Regions from separate parts of the Mus musculus genome. Here all the other regions are linked to region 2. The links are chromatin contacts, called in public HiChIP or PLAC-seq maps. All regions are on one chromosome and are shown on one strand. Each heading gives the region's core, a stretch centred on a gene start, on an enhancer-like site or on the middle of the called end of the contact. The rest is flanking DNA. Distances are from core to core; before and after follow the strand shown. Region 1 has its middle 30 kb from the start of C430002N11Rik. Region 2 overlaps Tfdp2 (transcription factor Dp 2). Region 3 has its middle 53 kb from the start of C430002N11Rik.

Region 1 (3,595 bases), core at 772-3,271, 580 kb after region 2:
CAGCTTTCTAGGTCTTACTTCTGCAAGTTCAAGGGTACAACTACAGACACAGTTCAGTGCCTGATTCATTCACACCAAGGTGCCAACGGTCACGTCTATCCACCGTTTAAGATGTAAATATATGTGACTAAAATTCCTTTCCTCGAGAAGATGAAAACAAGGTCTGTCCCTCTACCTCAGGTTCCAATGGCAAACTGAGATGCTGCCAAAGTTCTCCCTGGGGAACCAGTGAGTTCACAGGCATACTTACTTACAGAGAGCCTGGGCGAGGGGTTGCTTACAGAGAGCCTGGGCGAGGGGTTGCTTACAGAGAGCCTGGGCGAGGGGTGCCGGGATGAAGCTTTTCCTCTCCAAAGGCCACAGCTGGACGGATTTTACCCCTCAGGGACGAGGGCTTCCGTGAACTTGCATAGATGGAGTCCTCTTCCCTGGTCTTGCCAGGCTTAAAGACTCTAGCCACTCCCAGAGGCCACATGCAATTAAGGCAGAAGTACATATAGCAAGTTGGGTCTTGTGACCCTCCCTAGCCTTCCATGAAAGGATGTAAGTGGTCAACAAGCCCAACTGTGATAATTCTTTTGTATGGGGGCCCAACTATACTTTACAAGACAGAAAACATATAACAACAACAACAACAACAACAACAACAACAAAATAGTCTTATTTTAAAAATTCAAATAACATTATTACTGTGAAAACAGGGATTTTTTTTTTCCTCCTCCTTTTTGCAACCCGGGATTTTAGACAGGGTTTTATGTACCCTGGACTGATGTTAAAACTAACAAGCAGATAGGGACACCTTGAAAGGCGTTTTCTTCCTGACCTCCGGAGCCCACATGCTGGGATACATCCAGTTCCTATAAATAGCTTAAACTGTGTAGATCCTAAAAGGGTCTGAGAGACCTCCACAAGGTTCAAGAAATAGAGCAACATGTCAGTACCTCTGAGTAGTCTATTCTTCATGACTGACTGCAGGATTGTGTCCTACGATACACTATCTCATAGAACACACTAATACCAGTCATTGTAGCTCCCTAAGAGTTAGGGACCTGTGTACTTGACTTAGGAGTTTAGGGGGGAAATTACTATGGGTTGTATAACCATCCACAATTCTGGACAGGGTTTATCACTTATTGGTATACAGCAATTATCCAGCATGTGCAAGGAACTGGGTTCAGGATCCCAGGACGCAGAGGTAAAATCCAAAAACATTAGTGATAATGTGTGGTGGGCCAGGCCTATAATCCCAGTATTCAGGAGGCCAGCCTTATCTACTCAGTCATATATAAATCATAAGCGAGGGGCAGGGTGGTGCATGCTTTTAATCCAAGTGCTTGGGAGACCAAGGCAGGTGAATCATTACAAGTTCAAGGCTAGCCTGGTCAGCTATGGCCAGCTCAGGATGACACAGTGAAACAGAAAAAAAGGAAAAGAAGGGAGGGAGGGAGGGAGGGAGGGAGGGAGGGAGGGAGGGAGGGAGGGAGGGAGGGAGGGAGAGAGGGAGAAAAAGAGGGAGGGAGGGAGGGAGAATTCTAATGAGGGAAACTCAGTGTTAGCTTTTTCAGTGGTGTACTTTTGGCCTCATTCTCTCTCTTCACCATCATTTAACCTTCCCATTCCCCCCCCCCCCCCCCCGTTATCTTTCAGGCCCTCTCATGTCCTGTAGCTTCCTCTTAGTCCACTCCATTCCCATTTCTGAATGCTCCCATCACAATCCTCAGATTTTTGTTTTGTTTTAAGGGGAGCAGGGGCTGGGGGGGAGCAGTGGGGAGTGGGGTAGGATGGGGTGTGATCTTTAAGGGCTGACAAGCTTTGAAGGAGACAGATTTAAAAAACAAAAATAAAAAGGCTGGGGTCCCAAATAAGTTGGAGTCTGAGGAATGACACTGAGTGGAGAGTCTTAGCAAGGAGACTAACAACCTCCAGAACCCCAGGTATTCGCTAGTATGAGCTGGATGGGCAGGGTCACAGGAAAACGTGGTCGGGAGCCACAGTACTGTTCACACTTGTTCCCACAGCCTGCAGGCACAGCAGAAGCTGCAAGAGAACTGTGACACGTGACACTCTACAGATCACGCCTGGAGGTTCAAGACTGTCTCTTCTTTCAAGAGGGAGCCTGACTGCGGATAAGGAGGAGCTGAAACCATGATCTGTTTCCCAGGGGACCAGTAGGGAAAAATGGCACCGGCCCAAGCAGCCTCAGAGCCATCCTAACAAAGCCTGGCTTTCTGTAACTCACAACCGAGCCCTGGAGGCTGACACCCCACAAGGGCCCCAGAGGACCCTCCCTACTGCAGGGCTTCTCACTCCACTTTCAACTTAAGGCTGCCCTAGGGGAAGAGGAGTTGTGGGGTAGGGGGCGAAGCTTTCTGGGAAATTCAGCCCTTTTCAAGAGGCTTCTGGGAGTTGTAGTTCATATAGGTCTTTGCATGCAAGCACGTTTCTGTGTGTGTCCCTGCGCCGCCCCCCCCCCCCCCCCCCCCGTTGAGGCTTCTATTGCTCCAGAACCCTGGGAAAGGTCATAGTTTCTAGTTCCTGGAGGCATCCGACCTGATGGAATCATAGCAGAAAATGAACTTTTGATATATGTAATATAATTCTACACTTGTCTTTTAACGGATTACTGTGCATTGCTTTGCTGTATCAGGCCTGACTCACGCTCTCACTTACATATTTTAAAATGTCCTTATATATGACTTTCAAGAAGTCTGATATGCAACATGATGGGGAAATTTCAGAAACTTTTTCAGTTAGATTTTGTTTTAATGCAAACACTTGTAATTTTTTTTTTGTATGACAAAAGTCTTTGTGTTGTCAAATCCTTTTAAATAAAAGAGATTTGGAGAAAAATTAGGAATTCTTACAGGCTGATGATTTTTAAAGATTATGCAATGTTTATGCTTATTAGTGACATCTATAGTTTGTACTGTATTGTAGATATATATTTGTATAAATAAACGTACAAATGAGGCTATACACTAAGGTTACATATAAACTAATATTCTAAAGAAATCTATGATTGTCATTATTAAAGCATAATGTCAGTATTCAGAAACTCAAAACATCTAATTTTATGATCTTTCCTTATCCTAGGCCAAGTTTTTAAAAAGGACAATTGGATAACTTAAAGGCATATGGAGTTGTTTACTTTGGACATAATATTTTATAGCAATCTATGGATTATTTCTTTTAAAAATCTAGGTGAGCTATGAAAATTTTATATAGGTACAGGGGCTTTAAAAGAAAATATTATAAGATTAATAGTTATACTAAAATATTGAATTAGCTATAGCTTTAATGTTTATATGATTTCCTATCTATATTCATTATGTGTATATGTATGTGTCTGCATGAGTTTATGTGCACTATGTGTAGGTACACCAGAGAGCAAGTATAGGGCGCCAGACATCTGGAACTGGAGTTAGGAGCGTCTCTATACTGGCCATGGTCACTCATCTTTGGCTCCAGGATAAGCTCTTTCTTGGTCCCTTTGAAGGGAGACTTGTGTTCTGCATTAACAATGCAGAATGCCTTACCAGGCTGGGGGGTCACATAAAATTGTTCTTGGTCCATGTATGTTCCCACTAAGAGCCTC
Region 2 (3,226 bases), core at 519-3,018:
ATTTTTATGTCTTATCCATTTTACATTAAGAGTAAAACTAAGCTGAATGCAGTGATTGTGCAAGTAATCCTAGCACTTAGTAGGGATAGACAGGATGTTTATTACAAGTTTAAGACCAGCACAAGCTACAAAATGAATTCTACATAGCCTAGAATGAAGAAATTGAGATTCTCTCTCAAACAGTGAAGTTAAATGTTCTCTACTACAAATATATTTTATATTATAACTTTTAAAAATTACCAAACACAAGGGACTGGAGAGATGGCTCAGACATTAAGAGCACTGGCAGTTCTTCCAGAGGTTGTGAGTTCAATTCTTAGCAACCACATGGTGGCTCATAACCACCTATAATGAGATCTGGTGCCCTCTTCTGGCATGCAAGCATACATACAGGCAGAACACTATACATAATAAATAAAGAAATCTTTAAAAAGTTATCAATCACAAGTATGTTGTTTTAAAATCCTTTTGCTTATTGTGATGAGACTATGATACCCAGAATTCTACTTGTAGCTTACTGAAATTCCAGATATGCGTATGTGCTAAATATTTGTTTTCATTTTCCACTGCTAGGTTGTATTGAATAGATTTTTCATGTATTTTAAAATACTGACACATGTATATATCTCCTACTGTGTATGTATATACATACATACACACACATATGTGAACTAAATGAGCAGGACTCCTGGTCTTATAGAATTTACACTTTAGTTGGCAGAGATAGGCCACAGTCTGATAATCACATTAATAAGTATATTACGGCAACTCAGGCTATGCTATGAAAAGAGAAAGCAGCTAAACAGTAAGTAGAAGCCTCTGACCTAGTCTGGGAGGAGGAAAAGGGATTATTTTCCTTGAGGAGGGACATCTGAGAAGAGATCTGAAGAGGAATTTACCAGAGAAACTCTCAGACAGAGAAACAGCCTGTACAGAGTCCATGAGACAGGAGAATAAGTTATATGAAGAATTGTAAAAAGGCTATTAAAGTAATAAAGAAGTAGCCCAATATGTGAAGGAACTTACCACCAAGGTTGATGACTTGAGTTTGATCCCACATGGTGGAAGGAGAGAGCCAATTCCTTTAACATGTGTGATGTGTCACATGTGTGCCTATACACACACACACACACACACAGAATAATAATACCTTTTCCACATTTAAAGGTAGTGAAATGGGATCAATAAGGTATATGGGCTATGGTTCAGTAAGAACCTAGGACACAATCTAAACACAATTACACTCTTAGTATGGCTTTGTTATTTATTCATTAATTTTTCTGTTTATGTATGTATTTTTATGGTGCTGGGTATTCAATCCAGAGTCTCCCACATGCTAAGCAAGTGCTCTACCACTGAGTTTCATGTTTTTAAACTTTTAATCATGAGAATGAATTTAAAATTAGTAATGCAATGTTCTATTTGATGAACTTTAATTTCGTAGCTTCTTTTACTGGCACTATTAGAATTCTGTCTTATATGCTGATAAAAGAAGCCTACAGATTGTGATTGAAGTGATATTGCTTGCTCTTGCCTGAATTTTGGTTAGCATATTACCTTGGGTTTATGTTGGAGCCTCTAAATTGTGACTGGAATGTAAAAGGGCTTGCATGTTGAGACCATCTGTGGGAGCTACATTGTCTGAAAGTTGACAAGAGATCATGGCAGATGGCGAGGTCAAAAGATTGACTTTTTGAGCTTGACATAATGTGCTCATGAAGCTGGAAGAAGAACTTATGTTTTTAACTAACAGAAGACTTGGAAACAGGAAGGCGTGTGCAGTTGCTGAGTGTGGATAAACACCATGCCTCAGCACACATGGCTGGGTTATATCTGAGACTCACCAGTATTGCCAAAGATAGCAATTTCTGAAAACATTCAGTGTCCCATTATCTTCTTGACATTTTGGAAAGTTTAAAGCCACATATGAAAAATTTGCAGGTAATTTTAACATTGGTCAATACAAAAGGAAAACAAAATCTTTTAAAAGCATTTAAGATACTTAACCTTTTTAATCGTAATTGAAAACATTTCTTTTTTTGGTTTGTTTGTTTGTTTTTGTGTTTTTTGAGACAGGGTTTCTCTGTATAGCCCTGGCTGTTCTGGAACTTACTCTGTAGACCAGGCTGGCCTGGAATTCACAGAGATGCACCTGCCACTGCCTCTCAAGAGTTAGAATTAAAGGTGTGTGCCACCACTGTCCAGCTTTCTCCTGTTTTAAAATTGCAGTTTGTGTTGTATTTTTTATTTTTCCTTTATAAATTATTCATTACTTACTTTGGAAGAAGCAGCATCAAGTTTTCATGGGAAATGAGCACTGATTTCGCCCTGGTGTTGATTGCTTACACTGTGTTGGGTAGTGTTTTATTAACTTTATATGTGTCATCTTATTCAGTGTAGTGTAAACTGCCTTTAATACTTGGCAGAAAATAGAAATTGAGGTGCAGAAATATTATGATACATTTTTTCAATAAACATAAGCTCCTTTGGCTTTATTTTAAGCATTTATTGTTTAGGCAGCATTTAGAGAATCAGTCTGTGCCACACTTTGCTAAGATGATACAGAGAATACTAACAGGATCGCACGTGGCTCTCAGGTTCATTGATGTGGCAAACATCTTTTTTGTTGGTTGCTTCTTACTTGGTGTTCTGAAATAGTTAGATTCTGTTAACTTCCTAATTTTTTAACTATCCTTCTCTCCATATGATACTGGGGATATAGTCCAGATTCCTGGTAAGCCCTCTAATTATTGAACTACATCTCCAGTCTTTCATCAGTTTCTTTTTATTTGCTTGAACACCACAGTGCTGTTCAGTAGCCTAGTTTTTAGGAAATATGATACAGTATTGAATATTGAGCACAGAGATGAAGCAGATGCATAGAGACAGGCAGCTGTAGTCATTTCAGCCATGCTCTGGGCTCAGGGAGGGAGAAAAAAGGGGATCCTTGTAGCCAGATCTGCTAGCTCACTTCATTAGTATCTGCTTATGTCTTGTTGGCAGCATTAAGTCATACATTATATGGACAAACCATCTGTGAGGAAGGAGAAGAGAGCATTTTAGTGAACACATTGCTACCTTCAACTTTTTAAGTGAGAGGAAAATAATAGGGAATAATATCTACCCAGAATCTGTACATAGAAAGCTCATAAAACTTAATGAGTTAAAATCATGTCTTCTGTGGGAAAGACTTAATTTCCTGTCATAAATGTATTTTAGTAGGTTA
Region 3 (3,241 bases), core at 218-2,717, 600 kb after region 2:
GTTGAGCAAGGCAGGGGGAGCAAGCCAGTAAGTAACATCTGTCCATTGCCTCTGCATCAGCTCCTGCTTTCTGTCCTGCTTGAGTTCCAGTCCTGGCTTCCTTTGGTGATGAAGAGCAATGTGGAAAATGTAAGCCGAATAAACCCTTTCCTCCCCACCTTGCTTCTTGGTCATGATGTTTGTGCAGGAATAGAAAGCCTGACTAAGACAAACCCCAAATAAACTCTTCCTTGTGTAAATTACCTTGATCTCAGCAATAGAAAAGTAATTAATGCACTTAAATTGAAGCAGCTTTGACAGGAACAGCAATGTGCCTAATAAACTCACTGCTTCCTTGGAATCAAGGAGCCCCTGTTCTGCCCGTGTGACGTCCGCAGGCATCTGAGATCCTGAGAGCATGCTGGACCCATTTGAAAGGATTGACACATGACTTTATTGCTTAAGCCATGGTGATCAGGTTTGGGTAGCATGAAACCTAACAGTGACCCAGATTGTTCAGGGGACTATTATGCGGTGTCCTGCTTAAGAACATGGTCCTAGCTGTCTCTTGTGACCCAGATGTAGCTGTCTCTTGTGACCCAGATGTAGCTGTCTCTTGTGACCCAGATGTAGCTGTCTCTTGTGACCCAGATGTAGCTGTCTCTTGTGAGACTATGCCGGGGCCTAGCAAACACAGAAGTGGATGCTCACAGTCAGCTAATGGATGGATCACAGGGCTCCCAATGGAGGAGCTAGAGAAAGTACCCAAGGAGCTAAAGGGATCTTCAACCCTATAGGTGGAACAACATTATGAACTAACCAGTACCCCTGAGCTCTTGACTCTAGCTGCATATGTATCAAAAGATGGCCTAGTCGGCCATCACTGGAAAGAGAGGCCCATTGGACACGCAGACTTTGTGTGCCCCGGTACAGGGGAACGCCAGGGCCAAAGGGGGGAAGTGGGTGGGTAGGGGAGTGGGGGTGGGTGGGTAAGGGGGACTTTTGGTATAGCATTGGAAATGTAAATGAGCTAAATACCTAATAAAAAATGGAAAAAAAAAATAAAAAAATAAAAGTAGTAAAAATTTTAAAAAAAAAAAAAAAAAAAAAAAAAAAGAACATGGTCCTAGCCAGGCGGTGGTGCACGCTTTTAATCCCAGCAGAGGCAGGTGGCTCTCTGAGTTTGAAGCCAGCTTGGTCTACAGAGTGAGTTGCAGGATAGCAAGGGCTATACAGAGAAACCTTGTCTTGAAAAACAAAACAAAACAAACAAAACAAACAAAGAGAACATGTTCCTTTAATCCAATTCTGCTTCACACCAGCTAGCTCTGTGAATCACCCAGTCAAACTTTTCTATAAAATGTGAACGATATAATACATTTGTTTTCATGTGTAACTCCTGAGTCACTGGCTTGTTTTACTTTGCCTTAGGCTTTCTCAGATGTTAGCATGGAAAAGCTTGCCTGTGGAAACTCCTCCATGACAGGCAAACAAGGGCAGTTTGTCGACTTCTTAAAACACAAGCGAACCTACTTTTCTATAAGGCAGACCCAACCCTAAAGACCAATAGCTTATTTGATGCTGCCCTCTAGTGGTTGAACACACTATCGCTCGCTACATTGTTTTACTTAAAGAAAAATAAGCCAGGATGGCTGGAATAGTCCCTAACCATTTAGACTTAAATTTGTAACTGCAGCGACCCCCATTTTTAATTTACTGACATCCTTCTCCAAACACAACATCTGGTAGGACTGCTGCAGAGGCCATAGGAAACGCCCCTTACTAAGGCCGCTCAGTCTCTTCCAGGGAATAGAGTGGCCAGAGCCCCTGTGTCTACCTAGGCTGGACTCAAGGCAGACTATTTAGAAAAGCATTCTCCTCTCTTGGAAGACTCACGCAGCCCATGTAGGGAGGCAGGACTCTCACTCGGCTGACACATCTGAAGTCAGCCCCAAGGGTATCCTCCTGCTGAGGGTACCGCAGCCCTGAGGAGTTCTGTTCCTCTTGGTGACCCTTTCCTCACGGATGCTCATCTGTCCCAGCTGTTAGCCAGGCCTCAGCAGCTAGGAGGGCCTGGTCATGCCTGTGTATTCGGCTGATTCCTCATGGACAGATTTGTGACTGAGCTAGCTCCTGGTAGGTGTGAACACAGGGCTACACTCCTGATACTCAGTTGCAAGTCTTGAGCCATGAGGATCGGGCTGGCATCCCACTAGCCACTACTTTACCCTGTGTATCTGCAGCTACATTCTATCTAACACATCAGGGTGACCTACCCAGCCTGGGATGCTGAACCCGCCTCGAGGGGCTTTCTGAAGATTCAGCGAGGCGTGTATCCCCACCTTTCCTGTCCTAGTTCTTGGGTTCTGAAAAAGGGATTTACCGAAGACTTCTTCCAAGTCTAATTCTGCTGAGCCTATGATGAAAGACCTTCGATCAGGTGTTTAGTAGTTTTCTTGGAAAGCCATTTATTATTGCTAATTATTACCACCAGGCCAGCAGCACAGGCCTGTACTCAGGAGGCTGAGGCAGGAGGACCTTGAGGTTACGGTCTGATGGGAGGCTAAGGCCACCTGGGCACATCACTGAGCTCCTCTTTTGAAAGAGGAACACGGTTGTGGATGTGGCTTAGTGGCAGAGTGCTTACCTAGCATGTGCGAGGCCCTGGGTTCGATTCCTGGCACTAAAACGAGTAAACTCTAATTCCAATAGCATATAGTTGAGTTTGTTAAGTCTGTTCAAAGCGAAGCTTGACAAAGAATGCTCAGCCCAGCGTGGTAACGGCCACTTGCAGTTCCAGCACAGGGAGAAAGGAGAGGCAAGGAGCCGAGAAAGGGGCCTGGGGGGGGGGGGCGAGGGGGTAGGGGTCTGTGTATGTGTGTGTGGGGGTGGAACATGAAGTTGAGTAGGAGGCAGAAATGAATCTGGACAAGTTGGAAGATGGGGCTGCATATGGTAAAAAATGTTTTATATGAAATTCTCAAAGAATAAGAATGTTTTTATTTATTTTTGAATTATTTATTTTATTTATATGAGTACACTGTTGCTGTCTTCAGACACACCAGAAGAGGGCATGTGATCCCATTACAGATGGTTGTGAGCCACCATGTGGTTGGTTGCTGGGAATTGAACTCAGGACCTCTGGAAGAGCAGTCAGTGCTCTTAACTGCTGAGCTGTCTCTTCAGCCCTAAAAACGTTTTAAAAACAGCTAAAAAGGGCCGGGCGTGGTGGTGCACACCTTTAATCCCAGCACTCGGGAGG

What was found. HiChIP or PLAC-seq counts read pairs in DNA pulled down with a chosen protein or histone mark.
Region 1: an H3K27ac HiChIP or PLAC-seq map of large pre-B cells shows a contact between it and region 2, with 3 times the contacts expected there. The contact joins two enhancer-like sites.
Region 3: an H3K27ac HiChIP or PLAC-seq map of large pre-B cells shows a contact between it and region 2, with 4 times the contacts expected there. The contact joins two enhancer-like sites. A contact is called at or near these places in 2 of 115 datasets of contacts at active chromatin or transcription factors (embryonic stem cells and large pre-B cells).

The regions. Positions count from the first base shown.
Region 1 is chr9:96,793,475-96,797,069 of GRCm38.p6, forward strand. No RefSeq gene overlaps it. Among named protein-coding and RNA genes, the nearest start is that of C430002N11Rik, 30 kb to the left of the region's middle. Within about 2 kb of position 2,022, at least 223 of the 459 cell types and tissues checked have an H3K27ac peak or open chromatin away from gene starts, as enhancers often do.
Region 2 is chr9:96,217,668-96,220,893 of GRCm38.p6, forward strand. All of the region lies in intron 2 of Tfdp2 (transcription factor Dp 2), which reads left to right. Among named protein-coding and RNA genes, the nearest start is that of Tfdp2, 23 kb to the left of the region's middle. Within about 2 kb of position 1,769, at least 13 of the 459 cell types and tissues checked have an H3K27ac peak or open chromatin away from gene starts, as enhancers often do.
Region 3 is chr9:96,817,179-96,820,419 of GRCm38.p6, forward strand. No RefSeq gene overlaps it. Among named protein-coding and RNA genes, the nearest start is that of C430002N11Rik, 53 kb to the left of the region's middle. Within about 2 kb of position 1,468, at least 41 of the 459 cell types and tissues checked have an H3K27ac peak or open chromatin away from gene starts, as enhancers often do.